3 separate regions of the Anas platyrhynchos genome follow, and all the other regions are linked to region 2. A link is a contact called in public Hi-C data. All regions are on one chromosome and are shown on one strand. The core of a region is the stretch at or near the end of the contact, and the rest is flanking DNA. Distances in the headings are between cores, read along the strand shown.

Evidence for each region. A called contact is a pair of places that touch in the nucleus more often than the background predicts.
Region 1: a Hi-C map of small yellow follicle shows a contact between it and region 2, with 3 times the contacts expected there. The contact joins two enhancer-like sites. A contact is called at or near these places in 2 of 8 Hi-C or Micro-C datasets (skeletal muscle and small yellow follicle).
Region 3: a contact with region 2 is called in a Hi-C map of subcutaneous adipose tissue, with 2.4 times the contacts expected there. The contact joins the promoter of EXTL2 here to the enhancer-like site in region 2. A contact is called at or near these places in 4 of 8 Hi-C or Micro-C datasets (liver, skeletal muscle, small yellow follicle and 1 more).

Annotation. Positions count from the first base shown.
Region 1 is chr8:10,845,345-10,848,626 of IASCAAS_PekinDuck_T2T, reverse strand. It overlaps DPH5 (diphthamide biosynthesis 5), which reads left to right. Exons shown (of 7, transcript XM_027462593.3): 4 at 886-1,006; 5 at 3,086-3,125. Among named protein-coding and RNA genes, the nearest start is that of DPH5, 15 kb to the left of the region's middle. Within about 2 kb of position 1,321, at least 1 of the 8 cell types and tissues checked has an H3K27ac peak or open chromatin away from gene starts, as enhancers often do.
Region 2 is chr8:10,925,712-10,928,724 of IASCAAS_PekinDuck_T2T, reverse strand. No RefSeq gene overlaps it. Among named protein-coding and RNA genes, the nearest start is that of S1PR1, 17 kb to the right of the region's middle. Within about 2 kb of position 1,359, at least 3 of the 8 cell types and tissues checked have an H3K27ac peak or open chromatin away from gene starts, as enhancers often do. A contact at or near this core is called in subcutaneous adipose tissue, where this site is marked.
Region 3 is chr8:10,810,943-10,814,255 of IASCAAS_PekinDuck_T2T, reverse strand. It overlaps EXTL2 (exostosin like glycosyltransferase 2), which reads left to right and starts at 1,683. Exons shown (of 5, transcript XM_005018760.6): 1 at 1,683-1,886; 2 at 2,846-2,916. The coding sequence starts at 2,912. SLC30A7 (solute carrier family 30 member 7) reads right to left here and starts at 1,679. Exons shown (of 11, transcript XM_027462589.3): 1 at 1,502-1,679; 2 at 1,310-1,411. The coding sequence starts at 1,581.

The sequences.
Region 1 (3,282 bases), core at 72-2,571, 80 kb after region 2:
TTTTCTGTTTTGCATCACTGGATATGACTGGCAAGAGCATTGCTTCAAATGCCTTCAGCAAGGTCAGGGATGAGTAAAGGCAGCGAGCACATTTACACAGAACCTGCTGGCAGTGTTCTTACCCTACGTGCATATAAACAATTCTGCACCTCTCTGCTTTAGGTACAATTTGTCTCTGTCTTCAGATCTCCATCTCAACTATCTCTTTAGACGGTAACTGCTTTTGCATGGCACAGCTTCTGTCTGTAGGAAGGTGCTGTTTTAATAGAAATCCTACCATGGCAGTAGAATCAAAGCTTAGGAAAACATTTTAAGTATTACAGCTTTACCAGAAGTTGCCTACCTTAACCAAAATAAGAAATAATAAATAAGAGTTTTGGTGCTAATCTTAGAGCTTTTGCCTCTAAGACAAATTTGCCTTCAGAATTAAGTAACAAAGAATAGAAGGTAGATTGAAAGTTATCATACATTGGAAAGGGAAATGCCAAGATAGGTAAAAATGTTACGGGTAGCTTATTAGTCAGTCTTTAACACGCTTTACTGCTTGGAGACTAAAAGAGCAACACGCCTATGTTACAAAGAAGAAAAAACAGTTCACTAATTACAGATTTTCTTAGAAAGAAGGGAGTGAAAAGGAATGCAGTAGAACTAATCAAGAGATAGAGTGAGAGATCTTGTTTATTTAATGCAATGTTTTGTTTTATTTATGAGAGACCAAACAAGTGTCTCATAGGAGCACTCCCAAAACTAACTTCTTCACTATGCTCAGGACTTCACAGTGTTGTCAATTTGTTGTTTTTATATTTTTTTTGTGTGCTGTACTACTAATAGCATTTTTGGAATTGACTGTGGATGTGTGTCATTGGATGTTTTTTGTTTTTACAGTTGTACAATTTTGGAGAGACGGTTTCTATAGTTTTCTGGACAGATACATGGAAGCCAGAAAGTTTTTTTGACAAGATCAAGAAGAACAGGCAGAACGGAATGCACACACTGTGCTTGCTTGGTAAGCAGCAGCTGTCCTGGTACCTTAGCTATCGTCATCACCAGGGGCCAGATACAATAGTGAAAGGCATGAGATGAAGTCTGTGATTAAACAGAGGTTAGATAACAGAGATCTTTAAAAATATACCAAAATTGGAACTCCAGTGTATGTGTACTTAGAATCAGTTCAGCCACTGTTCATGCTACGCTGCCCATGAATTTCTTAATTCCTCTTCAGAAAATCTGTAAGAAATTACACCTTTGTAGAAGTCACAGGAGCAGGAGGCCTCTGGTTGCTATAAAGATCAATGTGATGTTAAGCTACATCTAGCTCGGGATCCAGGTCAGATTGCAGTGGCTAGCAGCTGTCTTTTATTGACTTAATTAAGTTAGAGCTCAACACATTTGACTTTCAGGGAGGTGGGGTGATACTCCCTTTCCTAATTACCTCATCTGGTGGTGTTTTGGCAAAGGTGATTGTCATGTGAGAAGCTTCAGTATTGTAAAAATTCTTGCTGACCCTGGGTCTGACACAGCTCCTAGCTGAGTGCTATCCTCAGGCTCCCCCATGGTGCTGTCTGATCTTTATCCCACCCAACAATCCTAGGCTGAAAGCCATTTTCTGAGTAACTTTATTAGTCTAGGTAAATCCTTAAAGATCATGGAATTGCCAGTGTGCAAAATATATGGAGCTTATATATTTGTATATATACATACTTTTCTGTATCATCTTTCAGACACAGGTGGGAACTCTCAGTACATTAATATTTTAAGTAAAAACAAATTCTGAGGTAACTGGAGGAATCCTGAGCAGGAAACAATTTAAATGTGTAAGCATCACTGCACATCAAACTTTCCAATGCCTTGAAAGTTGTTTGTTTTCAAACTTGTCTATATACCAGAATTCTGTTAATTGTTTTAAAGAAGGATGACTTCCAAAGTGTTTGAAACAAGGATTATTCCAACAGTAATACATTAAAACTAAGTATTCTTTAGATTTTTGTATATAATTAATTCTGTGTGCTCCCTTTTTGTGTTTCATTTCTTTATGCAGTAGTAAGAGAGAAAAAAATTGGAAATAGTGAAATCAAATCTCATGCTTCAGGGACAACCATAGTACCCACCTCTCATTGTAGCTCACAGCTGAAAACTGCTAATTCCTAAGCTAATCAGTCCCTTAATGCAATTTGGTTGTTCTGGTCTGTGTATTGATTGCTTATCCAACTAGATTAGAGTACCAGGTAAGCAAATAACGATATAAAAAGATCAGTGCTGATACACTTCTGATTTCAAAGCAACTTCATTGACAGAAAAGCAATTTGGTAAACTAGGCACTAATAATCTTGGAGATTTGCATTTTAAACCACACTCTTCGGTTACCTTGGTTTAAGGGCTGATCATGAACTTAAGCAATACTTTTAAAATGTATCGTTTTCACTGATATTTTTCAGGCATTTGAATACAGATAACATTTGATGGTCTCTTGGAGAGATTGTGGGCAACTGGAGTTTCACAAAATTGCAGATGTTCAGTCTTACCTGACCTCCTTCCCTGCCTGTCCCCTCCCCCCTTTTTCCCATAAGAGAAGATTGTCTAAATTTTGATTGGGACAGGACGGAAGTGCTAACGAAAGTAGGTTCCTGCATGGGAGTGATGTAATCTCTGCCCATCAGCTGTACGGGTTTACCTTCTGTGATCACAATGTATTCATCATTTAAGAATTAATTCCCAAGAATTTAGTCCCATATACCTTGGTGTGCTTAAACATGCTAGCATTTAGTTAAATTTAGTTTATTTAGCAAATAGGCCTGCCATTTTAATACTTAGTAATTGAGTAATTTTTATTCATCTCAGCTACTTTGAAATTTGTGAAACTTGCACTACCTTTAGGTAAAATCACATGCATGAAATCACATTGCTTTCTTTGTAGTTAACATATAAAACAATGTAAGCCATATTCCGTTTTCCTGTAAAAGCTAAAATGTTGCTATAAAGTTTACAGAATTTTCTAATTAAACTAAGATTTACCTACACAGAAAGCTAACTGGGAGGTTTGTAGGGAATCTGTGCTGTATGTTACTGTTTTGTTTTTTTTCTACAGATATTAAAGTGAAGGAGCAGTCTGTGGAGAATCTAATGAAGTGAGTCACAATTTTGAAAATATATAGAAACATACAGTGTATTTACCAAGTATTTTTTGTATAAGAAGAAAGGTTTCTTTACCTAAAGTTTAGTACTGAACTTGCCTGTCTCCTGTTGTGCTTCTCAGTGGCCGTGGTCTTTTGTTTTTTATAAGGA
Region 2 (3,013 bases), core at 110-2,609:
CAGCTTTTTTTTAAAAGCTGGTGACCTTCTTTAGAACACAAGAAATGTGCATTGACGGCAGTGGGAAGTGTCACAGGAGAACAAGGGAACTCTACGGTCAGAGTCATTATATGAGCAGAAAGCTATTAGCTGGCCAAACAAATAGATTTATCTTGGGTCACTAAGTTCATTTAAGGTCTTTTAAATTAATCTATGCTGATCATAGTCAATGCTATAAGGAATATATGTGACACGATCAATAAATAAATAAATAAAACCTGTCTTTTTTTACCAGTAATTAATTAACCCGAAAGAATGACAGCCACCTGGGAATCTCTAAGCTTATTCAAAATTTTACCAAACGGGACTATGAAAGATCTGTTCACTCCTCTCAGCTAGACCAAAAATTAGGCACATTAATTAAAGTTGTTCTCATTAGTTGGATGTGCCTTTTCTCACTGAAGTTTTGTTTTTGTTTACAAGGAAGGAGATTCCAACAGAACACTAACAGCAAACGTTACACTTATCCATCTTTAGTTGCAGACCTTCTCTTCTGTGGATATTTGGTATATAAAATAACACAAACTGTTTTATTGTGCCTGTGTGACCTGCAAGTCACACTGTACACCTGTGCAGGTGTATATGCACACACTTCAGTATGAATTACGGCATATAGCACATGATGCTCTTACACCTTACCATGATGTTCATGGAAACGAAGCTAACATTAGCTAAGGAAATTGCCATAGCCACTGCGCTTCCCAGGCAGTTCAGAACACAGAAGTGGGCACAGTTCTGTCTCCACATGCACCCAGAGACATGTCCTTGGCATCCCACATCCTTTCCCTTTCCATTTATCTCTCTGCACTACAGACGGGATGCTGCAGACCGTGCCTTTGAGGCTTTCTCCCCATGCAGTCACAAGAAACCTTTCCATCTCTGTAGTCTGATGCTTGCACTCAGATTGCCTAGCGAGCCCTGTGTTTGGCATTCGTTACCTGTCTTCTTCAGCATCTCCCTATTCTCCCTGTCTGGCTGAAACCAAAACTTTATCAGCAATGACTGCAGGTTCCTTACAGGTCATTAACAGAAACGTTGAATGCTGTAACTTCGAGAACAGAAGCTCCAAAACTCCCCTGATAAACAACTTCAAATCCTTTCTGTGTGTACATTTGATGTTGTACCATGCTGCTTTCTTTACCAAAATACCGCATGAGACCAAGACCACACTGCAGCAGGTCCTTGCCCACCGCGTTACCGACCCTCAGCCCCGCGCCCGAGCAGGAGCAGCGCAGCCCCCGCTGCCCCCCAGTGCTTCAGGAAACGCCTCTGCCAGGGCTGCCTGCCTGCAGGGCAGCCGCTAGATGGCCGCCCAGCCCCTGCCAGAAGCCTTCATCCTACCGACACGTCTCCTCCCTCCCTCTGCACGGGGCCTGGCGGCGTGTTTGAAGAGCAGGGGGCGGCCGCCGCCTCTCAGGCCTGGCTGTGAGCGCCTGGTGCCCGAGATCCTGTCAGGGCCAGGGCGCGGGTGGTGTGAGGCGACCTGCGAGGGGGCCGAGCTCGGGAGCGAGCTCCTTCGTTGCTCGTTACCTGTTACCTAATCACAGGCGCAGTAATTAGCTGGTCTTTGTGGCTGGGCGTGTTAATGGGCCTGTTGGTAACTCAGGAAGGTCAAGCTGAGCCTTGTGTGCAGAGGAAGCACAGAGTATGTGGGAGGGTAAGGCAGGGACACAGCAGAAATGGGGGACACAGTAGCAATGGGACAAGGACCACAGGCTCCCAGGAAAACGCAGTTCTGGGGGTATGAGCATTCTCCTTGCCCCAGGATGGCAATGAACTTCCCTCCACTCCTTCCCCCTCCACCCAAAAAAAAAATAAATACGGTGTAAGCACCCCCTTTCTGGCAGTTCTGCCATACCAAGCAAGCACTTTTTCACGTGAAACGAGAAGTGGAAAAGACTCGAAGCAGAGCAAGGGGGAGATCCTGAAGCTTTTCCACTGCTGGATCCTGAAGGAGCCCCCCCAGCCCAGTCACTGTGGGGACACCGGTGTCAGCGCGCCCTAACACAATGCGGGCAGCTGACAGGACTGCAGCGGCAAGGCACAGAGCACACAGCTGCAGGAAAACACTTTCCATTGCTCGCAGCAGTCACAGCAGAATGTGATTTTGAAACAGATTTTCATGGCATAAAACAACTACAGAAAAGTTCCAGTTTGCTACGCTGCCATGAGCTGAGCCGACTGAACAAATTATCTGAAATCTTTACTGGTGAGGGGCCACAAGCAAAATGTAAAATAAGACACAGATCACTTACACTCACACAGAATTTCTTAATTTTTCTCTAGCAAGGCCTGAGAAGAACCTGTAAATCCCTAAACACAAATCCAAATAGAGCTAGGAGCACTGGTTCTGCTTTTATCAGAAAGCTGTCTCCACTGTTTTTAGCCACCTGAACTGACACTTACAACAGTGTTTGTTTGGTAAGCTGATACAACAACAGTCTGCAACATGAGGAACAACCCTGCATGCCCTCAGCACTATTGTTTGCTAACAAGGTCATATTCAGCAATTGTTGTCAAACCACTAACATACTGTCTTCACTAAGATATCATTGGTTGGTGTGCGGAACACTACCTGTTCAAGGCTGCAAGACCTTTTAGATTATTCTTTAAAATGTTATATGCATGTTCCCATACAAATAATATCCAATTAAAGACATTACAGAGGGGGAAAAAAAAAAAGTCACTTGAGATCTAGAAAAAAAAAAAAAAAAAAAAAAAAACATCTCTGAGGACTAGAAGAAAAAAAAAATCTTTGGGGAATGATTACATTACCTGGGATCAGTTACTCGAAGGCACAAGAGAACAAGGGTTCTCTTTTAAGTACAGAGGAATCTTCCACAAGAAAAAATAGGCAAAGTAGATGGACTTAAATTGCAAAAACAGAATTTCAGGCACTTTTAGCGGTAAGGAGAGCAAAGTGCTTCGGATAGACGGCCTGGAGAACTTGCAAGTCCTTGCCCACAGAGGTCCT
Region 3 (3,313 bases), core at 434-2,933, 110 kb after region 2:
CATGAACCATCTGCTTTGATGGTAGGCATACCTCATTATATTCTCTGCTATTCCTCTCTACCAAAGAGAGGCTTGATAATTTTTTTTTTAAGCCCAAAAACTAGGCTTAATGTAAAAATACCTGAGATTAGTGACTTGAAATATAAACATGAGATCCAACTAATGAATATCCAGCAAATCCTAATTCTTAATCTCCAAACCTAATACGAATAAGAGAGTTCTTGCAGTTCCAGTAACCTCAATTCTTCAGTGTCACATTTCTGGCAAGTTTCACTTCAGTGTCTTTGTTTAGTTACATCAGATATGGGACCTTTTCTGTTAGATATATCATTCCTCCTCGCACTAACAAAAAATTATTATGCTTAAAACAAACCAAATACATATGAACATACAGTTGTCTATACCTGAACCATTTAGAAAAAAATCTTCCCATCTCCTGAGCTTTTCAGAAAAATACTCTTACTCAGACTACGCATACAATAGTCCACACACAATTTGCAGAAGTTTACCAACAAAGTCAAACCTTGAAGAAGAACATCTGAGACAGTCTGCAGAGTGCCAAGAGAGTCTGTGCTGCAGACAGCACTGGGTTCTCACTAGCATTACAGTAGCTGTTACTGTAAACAGTGTTAAAGACTTGATTGTACCATTTGAGAGAATTAGAAAAGTATGGTAAGTAGTAGGATGCAACTGTTTCCAAACAGACATTGCTCATTAGGACTTTTAATCAAGTGTCTGAGTAATCTGTGCCCATACTACAGCTTTTGATAAGGATCTCTGGTTCCACGCACAAGGACAAATTGCTGGGCTTAAGACATTCCCATGGCAGTCAACTGATGTGTGTATGGACTCATAAATGTCACCATAGAATAACACCTCTGTTGAGAGCAAAGCACGTGATGAAGATGCCACGTTACCTGTTCTCTACCTGTAACCCCACACAGCAGTTCCTTCACGTGTCCCGGTTATGTTTTACTACAGATTTTTTCAGCAGCAGTTTAACCAAGTCCCTCCATCTTTTACACCTCTGCGGATTTATGCTGCTTTTCTACACCTGGAGGCTTTCATTCCCGTTTCTCTCAGAGCCGGGACAGTCGGCGCAGTGCCGGTTATGCCACCCAGCACTTACAAGCTGCCATCCCCAAAGGATCCCTGTGGCAAGCGGGCAGAGCCCCCGGGGCTCCCTGCGAGGCCGGGCGCCTGTGGAGCCGCCAACCCCGCCGGGGGCTCTGGCGGAGCGGAGCCGAGCCCAGGCCCGGCCCGGCCGGCAGCAGACGTGGCAGCCTCCCTCCCCCCCCCCCGGCGGTACCTGTTGCTCCAGATGCCGTAGAGCAGCTCCACGAAGGCGAAGGAGAGGTTGAGGCAGAGGAAGAAGAAGAGGTTGCGGGAGGTCCTGTCGGCCAGGATGGACCTGCGCGGGGACACGCGGCGCGTCAGGGCGGGGGCCTCGGCCACAGCCCCGGCCTCACCCCCCCCCCCCCCCCACCTCCCCGGCCCTCACCTGAACCAGCCCGACGCCTTCCGCAGCAGGTTGAGGCGCGGCGGCTTGTACTCGTCGTCCTTGATGGAGAGGGGCAGCATGGTGCGGGGCGGTGCGGGCCGGGCACGGCGGGGCCGGGAGGGGGCCGGCGGGGCCCGGCAGCGCGGCGCAGCGCTCCCCGCCCCTCCCCAGCCCCGCTTCCGGCCCCACCGCGCCTGCGCACCCCGCGCGCTGCCGGGGCTGGCGCCGCGGCCCGGGCCCTGCAGCGGGGCCTGGCGGGACGCAGCCGGGGGGGGCCGGCCCCCTGTCAGGGTCATTTCTGTTCAAACAGCAGGGTGGAAGCGCCGCGCCTCGGCTCACCGTTCTTATTTCCCTCCGTCTGGGTCTGAAGAGGTGCTCGCTGCAGGTGGGGTATGTTTGCGGGCAGCGGCACGCTGCAGGTTCGTAACTTGGTTGGTAAAAGCGGCGGGACTGTCACGGCTGGGTGGCAGCTGGGGGAAGAGCGGTTGAGGCGCACCTTTATGTGAGGCGCACCTTTATGTGAGGCTCACCTTTCTGTGAGGCTCACCTTTATACGAGGCTCACCTTTACAAAATCACGTATGACCAAGCAGATACGGCCAAGATATGCTGGAGTTAAGAAGTGCTGAGCAGCTCCTGCTGCTCGTCCATCCTCTTTACCAGTCAGGCATGACCTGAAATGAAGCAACCAAAACCAGTGATTAATTTCTGGAAACAGCTTCAGTGACTTCGCTAGCATCACAAAATAAGTCAGGGATAAAACTGGGACTCAGACTTACGCAGCTTGCTTAGGTTGCTGTCCTGCATCTTGTGCATGCTTCCTTTTTGTGCTTACACTTGTATTTGCCTTCCCTTCTCTACCTGACAGACCAGGTAGTTCAAAAACACCAGATGTGCCTCTGATGCAATTGGTAAGCTGTGTGAAGGAAAGCTTGAAGGGGATGAGCCAGAACAGATCTGTTAGCAGGACTACTTGCTTGACTATGGTAGCCAAATGATGCATTTTAGTGGTGATTGGTAAACTTTGTAATGGAGCGTGAGGTTCTGGAGATCTGCTTGCATCTCTGCCTGACCCTAAGGACAGAATACAGAGATGTTGCCGTAGTGGGGGGGAGTGCTGTGTTTTCTTTCTAAGCAATTGGTTTAATGTAATAATTTGTTCCTGGAGATTTCATTGAAAGGCGGAGATAATTACTCAGCGAGCAATAGCAAAAGGGATTGGATAATTGCCAAGAATGTGCACATAAATTGGTAATCAACAGGAACGGTAATTTACAGAAAGATGGTGGTAGCATGTGGGCTAACTGTTGATCTTCAGTTATAGACTCCTTTTACTCTCCATCAGATTCAAGGATCACAAACGACTGTCCTGTAAAAACAACAGGGGAGAAAACAATCTTACCTGGCAACAATGAGGTAAGTTGAAGGGTTTTCTAGACTACGTAATTTATATTCGTATCTTCAAGCACAATATATGAGCTTTGGGGGGTTGGAAAAATCAAAGCTTCTGTGAAAAAACAGTCTGTCAAAAATTTTAATTGATAAGACTGTCCTGCATCATTCAATTTAACCGGAGTTTCCAGCTGAAAGCCTGGAACATACTAATGGAGTAACACCTGATATTTGTAGTTGAATAACTACTTAGCAGTAAGCTTAGATTCTTTATCTTTTATCCAGTGCATACCCATCTTGCTAGTAGAGAGAAGGAACAGGTGTGGATCACACATCATTTGAAGTGCAGCCCATGGAATGCAGCGATCAGTAGATCTCGCTGACATTACAATTTATAAAGGTCTGGAGAATTGGGAATACT